2 separate regions of the Sus scrofa genome follow, and region 2 is linked to region 1. A link is a contact called in public HiChIP or PLAC-seq data. All regions are on one chromosome and are shown on one strand. The core of a region is the stretch at or near the end of the contact, and the rest is flanking DNA. Distances in the headings are between cores, read along the strand shown.

Evidence for each region. HiChIP or PLAC-seq counts read pairs in DNA pulled down with a chosen protein or histone mark.
Region 2: a contact with region 1 is called in an H3K27ac HiChIP or PLAC-seq map of alveolar macrophages. The contact joins the enhancer-like site here to the promoter of LOC110261697 in region 1. A contact is called at or near these places in 13 of 47 Hi-C or Micro-C datasets (alveolar macrophages, blood, fetal liver and 7 more) and 2 of 2 datasets of contacts at active chromatin or transcription factors (alveolar macrophages and skeletal muscle).

Annotation. Positions count from the first base shown.
Region 1 is chr7:2,244,358-2,252,146 of Sscrofa11.1, reverse strand. It overlaps LOC110261697 (collagen alpha-1(III) chain-like), which reads right to left and starts at 3,768. Exons shown (of 3, transcript XM_021099999.1): 1 at 3,327-3,768; 2 at 2,533-3,240. The coding sequence starts at 3,768. PXDC1 (PX domain-containing protein 1) reads left to right here and starts at 3,161. Exons shown (of 6, transcript XM_001928852.5): 1 at 3,161-4,022. The coding sequence starts at 3,767.
Region 2 is chr7:2,423,154-2,430,942 of Sscrofa11.1, reverse strand. It overlaps ECI2 (enoyl-CoA delta isomerase 2), which reads left to right. Exons shown (of 10, transcript NM_001113443.1): 8 at 1,875-1,964; 9 at 3,442-3,585; 10 at 4,085-4,757. The coding sequence ends at 4,240. Among named protein-coding and RNA genes, the nearest start is that of ECI2, 19 kb to the left of the region's middle. Within about 2 kb of position 4,187, at least 1 of the 83 cell types and tissues checked has an H3K27ac peak or open chromatin away from gene starts, as enhancers often do. A contact at or near this core is called in alveolar macrophages, where this site is marked.

The DNA of each region.
Region 1 (7,789 bases), core at 2,519-5,018:
CAACCAACCTTTGCCCCTTACTCTTCTGGACCGTAAGGGTTAGCAAGAAATCACAGAGCTTAACGTCACCGAAGCCAAAACAAACAACCACAGAAGAAAAATAAACATCCCGTCAAAAGCCAGGGCCCTGCATTTCATGAAGTCTTTGATTCCCATTTTTTATTCTTAAGAATCAGATGGATGTGTCTGGTTTCCCAGGTGCTGGCCACACCCAGGCTGCCTCCTAGACACACCTGTGTAACCGGAGCCAGGCTTGGGAGATGGGCAGGTGACCCCAAGCGCTCCTCTTTGTTCCCAGCAACAACAGGTATTATGTGGCCTCGGGCACGGAGCTGCCTGATCAGCTTGATTTACAACCCGAAACCACCCCACCTCCTCCCGGTCTGTTCCTGAGGTTTACATAACACAGGTCCTGGGGTAGGACCTGTTCTCGCTGCCCAGAGTCAAGACTGGGGACATTCTGGCTCTGTACCTCCAGGTTCTCCAGGCGCCTAGATATCCCTTTAAAAAATTCTACAAGTTGGAGTTCCTGTTGCGGCTCAGCAGGTTGAGAACCTGACTGGTACCCATGAAGATGCAGGTTCTATCCCTGGCCTTGCTCAGTGGGTTAAGGGTCTGGTGTTGCTGTGAGCTGTGGCATCGGTCACAGATGCAGCTCAGATCCTGAGTTGCTGTGGCTGTGCCATAGGTCGGCAGCCATAGCTCCGGTTCGACCCCTAGCCTGGAAACTTCCATATGCCACAGCCATTAAAAAAAAAAATTCCACAAGTAATATGTGCATTCATGCAATTCAGAAATGTCTATAAGAACTACCGATAAGGCAAAAGTCCCTGTGGACACTCTTGCACCTTGACTTTGTTCTCACCACCTCAAAGGCATCCTTAGGGATTTGGCAGGCCTCTTTCCTAATTTAGCATTTTTTTTTTTTTCTTTTCATGTCTATCTGTATCCCTATGCTGAACCCAGCAGTCATTTTCATGGACAGTTTTTCCACTGACATTTTATCTTATTTTATTTTATTTTAGTCTTTTTTGTCTTTTTAGGGCCGCACCCGTGGCATATGAAGGTTCCCAGGCTAGGGGTCCAATTGGAGCTTAGCCGCCAGCCTACGCCACAGCCACAGCAATTTGGGATCCGAACCGCATCTGCGATCTACACCACAGCTCACAGCAATGCCGGATCCTTAACCCATTGAGCGAGGCCAGGGATCAAACCCACAACCTCATGGCTCCTAGTCGGATTCGTTTCTGCTGCACCACGATGGGAGCTCCATGGATAATTTTTCTTAATAGATTTTTTAAGTCTTTATCAGGGAGTTCCTGTTGTGACTCAGCAGTAATGAACCCAACTAGGATCCATGAGCATGTGGGTTCGATCCCTGGCCTTGCTCAGTGAGTTAAGGATTCCTCGCTGCTGTGAGCTGTGGTGTAGGTCAAAGATGCAGCCTGGATCCTGCATCACTGTGGCTGTGGCTGGCAGCTGCAGCTCTGATTCGACCCCTAGCCTGGGAACTTCCACATGCTGCAGGTACAGCCCTAAAAAGCAAAAAAAAAAAAAAAAAAAAAAAAAAAAAAGTAAAAAGTCTATATCAATGCAAAGGATTAAAAAGTGGCAGGTCATTGCATTTCACTCTGAATTTCTGTAATGATTAGTGACTTCTGAGTTGTTATTTTTAACTCTCTAGTTTCAGGTGTCTTTAAACAAACAAACATCCTGATAGGAAAATGCTTCCTTCTCTTCAGTGACCAGAAGCGCCGGGTGCAACTGAAGGGCAGCCTCACAAAGTCAGGTCTCCTGGGCAACAGGGAACGAAGCCCGGATTGTTCCTAGAAAAGACTGTACAGGAGGCATAAAAGCACCGTAATTCTGGCTTTAAAGTCGAAGAGCCACTGCTCAGCCCAGGGGCAGTGAGAGGAGGCAACGTGCCCACAGAGGTTGAGGATGGGGCTTTGTGGGAAGAGGTGAAACTCTGCCCTGCCTGGCTCCCCCCGCAGCCTCCCTCCGCCCCTCCTGCGACTAGGTGGCCAGTCTCTCAGTCACCAGCACTTAGTGACCGCTGCCGCATGGCGGGGTCCCCAGGCGGTGGAAAACACCTTCTCTTCCCAGTTTACACGGAAAATGGGAGGTAAAGATAAACTTGGATGATGAACTTTGAAGACAGGATAAGGGCAAATCACTGAGTAAAACGTGTGTGTGTGTGTCTGTGTCTGTGTGTCTGTGTGTGTGTGTCTGTCTCTCGGGAAACGGGAAGCAGGGGTGCGCACCTCTCGGTCTGGATTGAATCAAGTCACCGGCAACCTGCCCCGGCCCCAGTCCTTTCTGCGCCCAGGCTCTTTCTCCACCGCCTGGGGCGGGGTGAGGTCCCTGCAGCCTCTGGAACCAACTTGCAGTTCTTGAACTAACTTCCGATTCTGGACCTATCGTTCGAAATTTCTTCCCAATTAGGAACAGCGTGAGGAGCAGGCCGCTGTGAACCAGAGTTCTGCAGGCGGGCGGCTTCCCCGGGTCCGCTTCCGAAATCCCCTCGCTCACCTAGGGCCCCCGCTGCCGCGGGGATGCTCTTTCCCACCGCGGGTCGGTCCCACTTCTCAGCAGGGAGGTCCCCTCTCCTTTTGGAGGGCGGCCCCTCGGCTGGCTGGCGCGGGCCTGTCTGTCCCGCCGCGTCCCCGTCTGTCTCCAGCCGCGTCCGGGCCAAGGCCAGGCAGCGGCGCGACTGGAATGCGCGGGGGCCGCGGGGCGGGGGCCGCCCCAGCCCGGCCCGGCCCAGGGTGGATGGGGGGGCGGCGCGCAGTGGAGAACCTGGCAGACGGTCCCGGCGCCAAGTCCCCGGAGCCCGTGCGCCCCGCCCTCGCCCCCCGCCCGCACACGTGCCACTGCCACCCCCTCGCGGGCCGGGTGGGGCGCGCAGGATCGAGAAACGGAAAGACAAGAGTCTCCCCAGGAACCCGGCGGGCACAGGCCGGCCGGCCCTCCCACCCCCAGTCTCGTCCAGTCCGGGCCGGCGGCTCGGGACCCGGAGCGGAGGGGGGAGGCGGGAGGCGGGGCCGGCGCTGGGGTTTCCGCCCCGCCCGGCGGCCGGGGGTCCCCGCGGCCCCAGCAGCGCGGGCTCGGGAGGCGGCGCGGGGCGCGGCGGCCAGGCCACCCCTCCGCGCGCGGCGTGTCCTCTTGCCTGGAGGCGGGGAAGGCGGAGGCGGCCGCGGCCTCGACGTCGGCGACCGCGCCGCCCGCGATGGGAAGTGCCTTATAAGCCTCGGCTCGGCCGGCCCCGCCGCTCGTAGCCTCGCCCTCCGGGAGAGCGCGCGGAGGCCCGGCCGACATCCGCAGACCCGCTCCGCCGCGACCCCGGGCCGGGACGGACCCGGACTCGAGCAGGCCTCCTACCGACCCGGTCTCCGGACGGAGCCCAAACGGACCCCGGCCCCAAGTAGACCTCGGAGGGGCGCCAGCCCGGGACTGAGCCCGGGCAGACCCTGACCGACTCCGGCTCCGGACAGATCCCAGGTCTCTTCGACTCTGGACAGACCTCGGACGGACCCCGGCGCCGGACCGACCCCAGGCCGGGCAGACCCCGGCTCCGCGCAGATCCCGGACCGATCCCGGCGCCGGACGGACTTCGGGCGGACCCCGGCCCTGGATTGACCCCGGCTCCGCGCAGATCCCGGGCAGATACAGGCGCCCGACGGACTCTGGGCGGACCCCGGCCCCGGGCTGCCCCCGGCCCGGGCGGGCGCGCCCCCTGCCGGCCGGGGCATGCGCGGCCCGCGGCATGGCCTCGGCGGTGTTTGAGGGCACGTCGCTCGTGAACATGTTCGTGCGCGGCTGCTGGGTGAACGGCATCCGCAGGCTCATCGTCAGCCGGCGCGGCGACGAGGAGGAGTTCTTCGAGATCCGCACCGAGTGGTCGGACCGCAGCGTGCTGTACCTGCACCGCAGCCTGGCCGACCTGGGCCGCCTGTGGCAGCGCCTCCGCGACGCCTTCCCCGAGGACCGGCCGGAGCTGGCGCGCGCGCCGCTGCGCCAAGGTGGGCGCGGGCCCGGCCTCGGGGCTGGGCTCTCGGGGCACTGGGTGGGAGTCGGGGACCGGGGGGAGGGTGCGGGCTCCTTCGACGTGCAGGGAGAGGGGCTCCGCCTTCCCCCAGGCGAGGGGCGCCCGGGCCGCAGTGGCAGCGGCAGGAATCCGCACATCGGCACCGTGGCCCCTGGCCGAGGCTGGTTGCCTTGACCATCACCAAGGTCAACCACCGTCCAGCGCTGGCCGCGGCAGGAGGGGCGGGGGGACGTTTGGGAGAGTTCAGCGCAGCGTCCGGCGGGGGTCGCGCCGTGTCTGGCAGCCCCTTCGCGGTCCTAGCCGGGCAGGGCCGCGCCCCTTGTCCCTGCTGACCGACGTGCGAGGTGCCACGTGGCCTCTGTCATTCCAGGAGGGGCCCCGCGGGGTGCGTCCGCATTCGGGTTTGATTAACCCTGGCCGCCTCCTCCCGAGCCTTGTGACTTTCCTGGCTCTTGGGGACTCGAGTTTCAGAGAACTGGGTGGCTTCCCACTTCCTACTCGCGGGCTGGCGTTTGGAGGCCGCGGAGAGGAGGTTGGAGGGGAGGAAGCCAGACCCGAGGTTGAGAAGGAGGGACTGGGTCAGCCCCCCACCACACCTGTGCGGCCACCTGCAGCTCTGAGACTCTGTGACGCCTCCCAGAGCCGTCCTTTAAGCAGGGCCTGGGCACTTTTGGGGGCACTTCCTGAAGAGACATAGTTTACGGAGGGTCCCCATTTACCGAGGGTCTCCGAAGCTGCCTGTCTGCCTGAGGTCTTGCGGTCTCCAGCCCCCCTGGTGACAGCCTCACCCCAGCCTGTGAATTCTGTGGATAATTAGCTCATTCTCATGACACATCCTCTGGCAGATGCGTCACTTGGACAGGTTCCCGAAGCCAGAGGGTTTGCAGGCCCTGAGTGAGACCGCCTGCTCCTGGCCTGGCACTTGTGGCTGCTCTGGGGGTGGTTCAGTAGCGTTTCAAGCAGGGCAGCAGTTTACCTTGATTTACTCCTTGGCTGTGTGAGTTATTATATTTTTAATTTAGCAAATGAAGGTCCAAGCCCAGGAAACTTAGACTGAAGGAACAATTTGCTCAGTGACTTGTGTCCTTTCTGGAACAAGGTGGGGTGAACAAGCAGGAGCCCCAGAGCCTGGGCAGAGAGCCTGCCGTCCCTGCCCTCCCCTCTGCCCCCCCCCCCCCGTCCCTCTCCTGCTCCATATCCACCCCCCCAGCCTTACTCTGTTGGGGACCCAGCTCGGCTGTGACCCGGGGCGGGCTCTGGAAATCCGCTCCCGTCTGGCCCCTCCCCCGCAGCACAGTCCCCGATGCCCACTTGTGAGAACAGAGGTTCATGCCCCGTGTCCCACGTAGTGAGCCCTCCGTGACTGTGGCCTTCGTTGTCCCCCTTAATGGCTGCTGGCTGCCGGGGTTGTAGATGGTACGGAGGAGGTGTAGCTTTGGTCGCCTTGGGGGCTGGTGGGGACACCGCCTCATCCAGAGCAGAAGGCAGGTGTGCGTGAGGCACATGACCTGCCCTGCACACGCGCCTGGCTCTGTCCCTCTGTGCGAGTTGTGCCGGGTCCGTTCTGGGTTTGGGAGGTGTCAGCGCACAGTCCCCCACAGAGGGGGCCCTCCAAGGAGACAGGGCCAGGAAGAGGGGACCCCCAGGGAGAAACCAGATGCTAGGGGATACGAGAGCTGTTTCCAAGTGTCTGAGAAGGAAAATGAGAAGTGAGTGTTAGAGGAGGTGGGGGCACAGGGGGGGTCGCGGCTGTTAGATGCGGGTCTGGGTTGCGTGTAAAGCCTGTGCCGACAGCCCTGGTGGGACGGGGAATCGTTGTCCTGGCTGGAGGCCTGACCGGAGGGGGCCTCCCCCAGGGCCAGCTCAGCTCAGCACCGGGGAGAGGTGAGGGCGGCCCCGGGGCCCCAGGAGGGGGCATCCATCCCCTGCTCTGGTCCTCGGGTCTCCGCTGGGTGGCACGCTGGCCCTCCCCCGGCACCACCCGAGTTCCCAGCCTCCTCCTCCTCCTCTTTCAGCTCCCTTTAATTCCGGGAAAGTTGTTTTCTAAGTAGAATGTGTCTCCGTTATGTAAAGGAAGATCCCACCTTTTTCCAGGCTGATTAATGATTTGCATGAAAAGATTGGATGCACAGGCCCTACCCGCCAAAGGCATCAGATGCGTGTGGTGCTGGAGAGGCCGTGTTCTCAGTGCCACTCGGCATCGGATCCCTTCCATTAAAACTCACCGAGTAGTTCTGGCCTGGCTTAGACTGGCAGGCTTGTCTCATCAGAAGCTCTGTGGACACTTCCGGGTTCCACAGGCTGAGCGGGCAGCAGGCCGGTCACTCTCATAAATGTAGGACCGAAGACCTGCAGAGGGTGGGGAAGCCTCGGCCCCCGCCTGCATCTTCAATTCGCTGTGCGGTCAGGCAGGTGCACAGCCTGTGTCTGGGGCCCCGGAGCACTGCCGTGGGAGCAGGCGTGGCGGGGGCACGTTCCCTCTGATCCACGCACGCGTGGGTGCTGGCCTTGGCCACACATAGTTTCCAGGTGGCATGTGGGCAGAGGTCTTTAACCCCTGTGTGGCCTGGCGGCGCAGGGCCCTCTGTCTGGGCGGAGCGCGGGGCCTGTCTGGTTTCTGTTCTTCTCCTTGGTGCCTTGGCCTCTCACCTCTGCACCCGGCTCTGACACACCCACCCTCCATCTCTCGTCCCCCTGCCCGAGGGGACAGAGGTGCCCTTTCTGCTTTTTCCACACAATGACACAGGCGGGGCCGAGTCTGACTTAAATCTGCTCTATGTAATATTTAACGTGGTTCAGGGTTTCCTGACCAGACGTGGCGAGCTCTCTTGCCCGCCGCGGCTCTCACAATTGGGAAGGTTTACTTTAAGACAGACGTGCAGGAGTTCCCGTCATGGCTCAGCGGTAACAAACCGACTAGTATCCATGAGGACACAGGTGGGATCCCTAGCCTTGCCCAGTGGGTTAAGGATCCCGCCTTGCTGTGGTGTAGACAGGCAGCTGTGGCTCTGATTTGGCCCCTGGCCTGGGAACCTCCTTATGCCACAGGTACGGCCCTAAAAAGACTAAATAAATGAATAAATAAATAAATAAACAAATAAAAGACAAATGTGCAGAATTTCCCCAATGACTGTTTGGGGCTCTTGCACTATTTTGATTTTTTAAAAAATAATGCCCATTCCAGCACTGCAGCCCAGATTCTACTTCCAAAGTAGTCGGGTGATCTTTGATTCCTGATGACTGAAAAACCAACATTTTGGTTTTTTATTCGCTCACCAAGTGCCCAGTGGGTGCCTCCCCTGTGCTGAGTGTCGCCTAGGTTCTGGGGACACAGCAGCAACTAGAACAGACACAAAACCTCTGCCCTTGTGAGTCTCTTCTGGGCGAGAGATATCCAGTGATAAAGATAAGTTACAAAATTACCTGAGCTGGGTGTACATGTTCAGAAGAGAAGAAAAGTAGGAAAAAGAGTTGCTATGATTTGTCGGGGTCGGGGCGGGGGACCTCACTTTCAGATGGGCTGGTCCAGGAGGGCTCAGAGGAAGTGACCTGGGAGTCAAGACTGGAGGAAGCAGGGCGTGAACTCTGTGGATACTTGGAGAATAGCTTCCAGGCAGCGGCCAGAGCAAGTGCAAAGGCACTGAGGCCAGCGTGTGCCCAGTGGCTCTAAGTAGTGAAGAGCCCATTGTTGCTGGAGGGGAGAGAGGGGGGTAGAGGAAGTGGGAGGTTGGGGGTGGGGAG
Region 2 (7,789 bases), core at 2,938-5,437, 180 kb before region 1:
CGATGGGAAACAAAGCCTATTCTGTTTACGGAATTGTCAATTATAAATTAATTTCCTTTCATAAGAACGTTTCATTCATCCAGAAACACACAAAAGTATTTCTGAGATCTAGGGGGAAAATGGCTCTGTACTCTAAAGTACCAGTATTAAAGTAGTTTCTAATATTTAAAGACAATCAAAAAAACCTCTGGGGCAAAATGCAGACAAATGGCAGACGGAGGGAACAGTTTTTCCACTCACACCATAGAGGCTCATCTTTCTATAGTATGTGTTTTAAATATGTTCATAAAGTGATGGGTCAACAACTTAACATAAAAAATAGAAAACAAAGTATAGACGGCACCTTAAAACATAGGAGAAAGATGCCATTAAGAAAGGACTTATAAATGGAATATGTAAAGGACTCTTACAACTGGATAATAAGGAGTTCCCGTCGTGGCGCAGTGGTTAACGAATCCGACTAGGAACCGTGAGATCTCGGGTTCGATCCCTGCCCTTGCTTAGTGGGTTAACAATCCGGCGTTGCTGTGGTTGTGGTGTAGGCCGGCAGCTACAGCTCCGATTCGACCCGTAGCCTGGGAACCTCCATATGCTGTGGGAGCGGCTCAAGAAAAGGCAAAAAAAAAAAAAAAAAAAAAAAAAAAGACAAAAATAAATAAATAAATAAAAATGCATTTTAAAAAAAACTGGATAATAAAAAGACAACCCATCCAACTTAAAAATAGCGGGCAGAGTACTGCAAGTTACTTCCCCAAAGGTACCGCAGACGGCTGACGAGCACATAAATGCTGCTCTTCACGCTACACCCCTGCTAGGTGGGTGAACTTGGAAAGACCCATCACAGCGTTTAGGGAAGTCGGAACTCTGCACCACTGGTGGCATCTTAAACGGTGGGTCCCCTTGCAGAATAGTTTGGCAACATCTTAGAAAGTGAAGCACGCATTTCCCACGGGGCCCAGCAACGCCACCCCCGGGTACCTTCCACGAGCGAGCGCTGAAAATCCATGTCCTTAATGACTGTACCCACAACACCCCGCCCACTGGATGCCACAGCGGCGTCCGTCGGTGAGTGGACAGACAAGTCACGGCACAGCCACACAATGGGATCCTGCTCAGAAAGAAGAAGGAACAAGCCCTAAGACACGACGGCACGGTGACTCGTGACCCTTATGCCAAGGGCAGCAGCTACAAAAGGAGGAAGGCTACAGAATGTATGATTCTACTTAGATACCTTCCAGAAAAGGTAAAACTATAGGAACAGAAAAGCAGATCTCAGCGGTTGCTCGGGGGTTGGGGGACAGATGGACAGCGGAGGGGCCGGGGAACTCAGGTGATGCGGACACCTTGTATCCTGGTGGTGGTGGTGGCTGCGTCGCTGTACCCCTTTGTTAAAACCACCCGACTGCACACTTGGAGAGAGCGGATTTGTGTCTACACAGGCAGACCTCGGAGATACTGCGGGCTGGGTTGCAGATCAACATAAAGCAAACCTCACGATAAAGGGAGTCGTGGGATTTTGTCGGTTTCCCAGTGCCTTTCAAGTTATGTTTACATTACCCTGTCGTGTGTTAAGTGTACAGTAGCACCATGCCTAAGACAACAATTAGGCGTTTAAAAACAACGGCCTTAATTTAAAAATAAAGCTGCTGGGAAAATGACACCCAGAGACCCGCTCGACGCAGAGCGGCCACAAACCTTCCGTTTGTAAAAGTCACAGTATCTGTACAGCAAAGCACAGTGAGACGGGTCTGCCTGTCCAGTGATACACGCTAATCATAACTTTTTCATGTCCTTCAGTTCGGTGTGGTCAGGAGGCTGCAGACAATGATTTTTTGAAATGACACATGAAAACTGTTTTTTTTTTCTCCAAAAAGGCAACATTTCACACGCCCTTCAGCCACCTCGGCCAGAGTCCAGAAGGATGCTCCTCTTACATTTTTCCGAAGATGATGGGCCCGAGCAAGGTAACTGCTGGACGCCTTCCAGCTAAATGGCAACGCGTCATCTCCCTTCCAGAAGAAATCCCCGGCTCTGTTATTCCCTCGATAAGAGAGAGGAGAGAGAAGTGACTCGTTGGCTCCCCAACTCTGAGCAGTTTCAGAGGTGGGGGAACCCGGCTGGGGGACGTGTCCAGCAGGAGGGGGAACGGGAAGCTCAGGCTGCGGCTCCCCAGCTGCGGGTCACCCTGAGCTGGGCGCCCGGTGCCCACCCCGCAGCGACCCCGGCCTCCGCAGCCTGCCTGCCTCCCCCCCCGCCCCCCCCCCCCGCTTCCTTTTTTCCCTTGGCTGCCCCCGTGGCACATGGAAGTGGCCGCTCGGATCCGTCCCTGGGGTTGTGGAGGCCTAGGCGGCCCCACTCTGTGTGCAGGACCCTGAGGGGACAGTGACAAGGCCGAGAGCCAGCGCGGAGGGAAAGGCGTAGCAAACGCTCCAAGATCTGGAGGGGGCGGGAATCGAGCCTCTGTTTAGTGCTGTCAGGTGCTCGTTGAAAATCCCTCTGTGTTTCTCTGGGTGTGTTTTAAAGCTCTCTTCTGTCCTGTGCTCTGAATTGTGACACAGACTTTAACTTTGAAAGGCTGGACAGAACCCCAGCTCTAAGGCTTAGAGCACTGGGTTAGGAGACAGTGTTTGCTTTTCTGGAAGAGAAGCTGCACACAGAGAGAAGGACATTGACCTCGTGAGCCCAGCTTGGTCAGAAACAGAGCGTTCGTCTGCCTCACTTTCCTAATTTACCTGGGCAGGTAAAGAGAACTGTCAGGGCCGGAGCACTGTGTGAATTTGCAGGGAAGGGCATTTTGAAAGTTGGGGTTTCTAAAAGTTCGTTGGCATTCCCTATGGTCACAATTTTTCTTTTTTTTTCTTCTTTTGAAAGAATAATTGTGTATAAAACTGAAACTCACGGAGTTCCTGTCATGGCTCAGTGGTTAACAAATCCAACTTGTAACCATGAGGTTGCGGGTTCGGTCCCTGGCCTCGCGCAGTGGGTTAAGGATCCAGCGTTGCCGTGAACTGTGGTGCAGGTCACAGACGAGGCTCAGATCCTGTGTTGCTGTGGCTGTGGTGTGGGCTGGAGGCTACCGCTCCAATTGGACCCCTAGCCTGGGAACCTCCATATGCCTTGGGTGTGGCCCTAAAAAGACGAAAACAAACTAACGAAGAAACCCCAGAAACTCACAGTTGGCACGTGTGGGAGAGTCAGCATTGCCCCCGGCTCCCCGCTCCTGCCTCCCCAGCCTAGACACACACAGATGCAGCAACTGCTGCAAACCTTCTAGAAAAAGCCTAAATGGTATCTGCGCACAGGTGGCAGACCTTCGACTGGGGGCTCCTCAGTCTCCTCCTCGGGGAATCCCGGCAGAACCTCAGAGAGCAGGAGTGAATGTCCCTGTATCGACGGACAGCAGTTCGTTCTGACACGTCTCACTCTCGCTTTTCATTTCAGGCAGCAGAGATGCTCATCTTTGGGAAGAAGTTAACCGCACGAGAAGCACTTGCTCAAGGACTTGTTACTGCGGTTTTTCCTGATGACACCTTTCAGAAAGAAGTTTGGGCCAGGCTGAAGGCATATGCAAAGCTCCCCCCAAATGTTAGGATTCTTTTTTTTTAATGAACCCAATTAGTATCCATGAGGACATGGGCTCGAGCCCTGGCCTCGTGCAGTGGGTTAAGGATCTGGCATTGCTGTGAGCTGTGGTCGCAGACGAGGCTCAGATCCCAAGTTGCTGTGGCCGTGGTGTAGGCTGGCAGGTGCAGCTCCAATTCAACCCCTAGCCTGGAAACGTCCATATGCTGCAGGTGCGGCCCTAACAAAGAGGGGGTGGGGAGATTTCTAGAAGAATCCCACTCCTGTTAGAAAACTTTTTTTTTTTCCTCCCTTTTTCAGCTGCACTTGCAGCATATGGAAGCTCCTGGGCCAGGGATGGAATCCGAGCCACAGATATAACAATGCCAGATGCTTAACCCAGTGCCCTGGGCTGGGGATCCAGCCCTTGTAGCTACTGCAGAGACCCCACCAGATCCTTAACCCACTGCTGCATAGCAGGAACTCCTAAAATTTATCATCACTACGGGTTTTGTATTTTCAGGCCATGAGAATTGCAAAACGGCTCATGAGGCATCAGGAGAAGGAGAAGTTGCATGCGGTTAATGCGGAGGAAAGCAGAGTCCTGGCAGAGAGGTGGGTGTCCGATGAGTGCATCACGGCCATCGTAGCCTTCTTGTCCAAGAAGGCGAAGCTATGACGCCTGCCACAGCCCAGGACTTCCCAGCAGCTGGTTCTGAGTGCCAGTTGCCGAACCAAAGAGGCGTCATCGTGCCTTTTTTTCAGCGCTAACTAGCAGGTGGGGTGATTTTATTTCAGCGGAGCCCTGCTGAAAAGGGATGTGAAACGGGCTTTGAGAAGGGAGGCAGGTGGGGGGCAGGGGGCAGGCTCATGTCCTTGGCCATGAACCGCTGCTGCCAGGCGCACCGAAACATCGTGCCTGGCACCCTGCTCTGAAAAGCCGTCACCGCGTGGCAGGCTGAGACCGTGTCTTCGAAAACCACGACAGCACTCTGCCGTCCACACAGAGTCACAGACTTGATCGGCCCAAACACCGCCAGCTTCTGGGTGACCGAGTCCAGGTCCTCGGCGGGTCGCATGTTCTTTTTCAGCCATCTGGCGGGAGGAGCAAGCGGAAGGGGCATTACCAGGGAATACATACGACTTTAAGTTTCACTGACACCCCCCCCGCCATAATCAATAAAAAAGCACAAAGGGAGAATCAGATTGTTCGTTTGGAAAGCAATGATCTGAATCAACAAGCATTTCCTCAATTATCGGTCTTTATTATCTGTCTCGTTTTTGTAAACATTCTCCTTTTTGCAATATTTTTGTTTTGTTCTTGGGTTTTTTGTTTGTTTGGCCTCACCCACGGCATGAGGAAGTTCCAGGGCCAGGGAGGAAACCCGCACCTCACCTGCAGCCTGAGCCACAGCAGTGACAACGCTGGATCCTTTACCCGCTGTGCCTCACAGGGAACTCCTTCATTCTTTTTTTTTTTTTAGGGCCACACCTGCCGCATATGGAGGTTCCCAGGCTAGGGGTCGAATCGGAGCTGTAGCCGCCAGCCTACGCCACAGCCACAGCAATACCAGCTCCGAGCTGCATCTGTGGCCACCACAGCTCCTGGCAACACCGGATCCTTAACCCACTGAGCGGGGCCAGGGATCGAACCCACAACCTCATGGTCCCCAGTCGGATTCAATTCTGCTGAGTCACAACAGGAACTCTGGGAACTTCTTCATTCTTGTTGAACGTGGTATTTTATAAACGGCTCATGCGAAAGCTGCCTTCACTGTCCTTGCATCTTTCTGCTTTGACGTGTGTCCTTGGACAGACAAGGGTGTGGTTCCGGGGGCTATGCCGGGGCCGTGGGCTACCTGCTCTTCTAAGCGTCCGCGTTACTCTCTCACCCTCCGGCATCGGCATGTAGGTAGCCAACCCACCAAACATCCACCTTCTTAGTTCTTAATTTCTTTTTTTCTGTCTTTTTAGGGCTGCACCTGTGGCATGTGGACGTTCCCAGATCGGGGGGTTGAATCAGAGCTGCAGCTGCAGTCGGAGCCTACGCCACAGCCACAGCAACGCCAGACCCTAGCCGCATCTTCGACCTAGACCACAGCTCACGGGCAACGCCCTATCCTTAACCTGCTGAGCAAGGCTAGGGATCGAACGTGTGTCCTCATGGATACTGGTCAGATTCCTTTCCATTGAGCCATGTCGAGAAGACCTTAGTGCTTAACTTTTTAATTCCAGAAATCCTAATCCAGAACATTCAGTCTTGGGAGTTCCCATTGTGGTTCAGCAGGTTAAGAACCCAACTAGTATCCATGAGGATGCAGGTTCAATCCCTGGCCTTGCTCAGTGGGTTAAGGATCCAGCGTTGCTGCAAGCTGCTGGGTAGGTCGCAGATGCAGCTGCAGCTCCCATTTGACCCGCAAGCCCAGGAATTTCCATATGCTGCAGGTGTGGCCCTAAAAAGAAAAAAAGTTCAGTCTTATAGAAAATATATTAAAACTCACACCGTTAATGTTAATTGAGCTCTCACTATTTTCTCTAGTGCTTAATGCCCACAGTCACATTTTGTCATTAAGAAGCAATGCCAAGAATTAAAAGTGAAGGGCGTTCCCGTCATGGCGCAGTGGAAACGAATCCACCTAGGAACCATGAGGTTTCAGGTTCAATCCCTGGCCTCGCTCCGTAGGTTAAGGGTCTGGTGTTGCTGTGAGCTGTGATGTGGGTCACAGATTCGGCTTGGATCTGGCGTGGCTGTGGCTCTGGTGTAGGCCAGCAGCTGTAGCTCCAATTCGACCCTTAGCCTGGGAACTTCCATATTCCATGAGTGCGGCCCTAAAAAGAACAAAAATCTCCAGATGATTTCAACAGAACCAGGGCACATGCAGCATAATAGTCCCCCTGTCCCTGATACAAACCAAAACTCTTGGACGTGCAAAGACTGTGAAAATACGGGCGCACTCCAGTGAAGAAAAGACAACACCTGTGACTCCTGAGATGCCCTAGATGTTGGGCAGTCCTTATAACTGTGCTCTACCAGGTAAAGAAAAACACACTTGAAATTATTCAAACTATGACTTCTCAGCAGGGAAACTACAAAAGAAGAACCAAATAAAAAATTTGGAACTGAAAATCTGAAATTAAAAAACCACTCTCTGGAGGAACTCAGTAACAGCATAGATGATGGAGTCAGTGACCCAAGAAGATAAATCCGTAAAAACTTGAGCATGTGAAATATGGAGAGAAGAAACGGGCAGATGAATAAGTAGAGTGACAACAGCGAGATACTGACCCGGAAGTTTGAGGTTGTCTTCCCTCCCAAAAAATCAAGTAATCAACTAGTAGAAACCAGTCAAACATCTACAGCAAGCAGGTGAATGTCCATCGAGAAAAAAAAATCACATTGAAGATGTTAGGAGCAGAGTTCCCGTCACGGCTCAGTGGTAACAAACCTGTCTAGTAGAGTTGATCCCTGGCCTCGCTCCGTTAAGGATCCAGTGTTGCCGGGAGCTGCAGTGTAGGTTGCAGATGCGGCTCAGATCCGGCGTGGCTGTGGCTGTGGGATAGGCCGGCAGCTGTAGCTCCAATTTGACCCCTTGCCTGGGAACTTATAATATGCTGCAGGTGTGGCCATAAAAAGACAAAAAAAATTTAATAATTGAAGAAAAGAAAATACACCAAAAGAAATTGAGAAGGGGATTAAAATACGTCAACACACACACACACACAATCAAGTTAACACAAAGGAAAGCAGCAGTCACGGAGGAAACGGGCAAAATCGTGGTACGACGCACACAGAACAAGATGCTGAGAAAGCACGTGCGTCTCTGTGTGTGAATGTCAATGTGTGAAACGCTCCAGAAAAACGCAGATGGACAGGATGGATTTAAAAAATCACCTGACTCATCTGTGTGCTGCCGGTGCAGTTCACTTCCGGTCTCGTGCGATGCACAGGTTAAAGGATGAAGAAGAGGTACTCCAGACTAAGAGTAAAATGGTAAAACTATTTTAGAGGAGGATGGCTCTCTCTTTTTATTAAGATGAAATAGACTCAAAAACTTACAAACACAGATCCAGTGTTGCTGCAGCTGTGTGGCAGGCCAGCAGCTACAGCTCCAATTTGACCCCTAGTCTGGGAATTCGCATATACCACAGATACGTCCCTAAAAAGAAAAACACCACCACTAACAACAAAAACCAAACAACAAAACCAAAAAACACCTGCATAGGACAA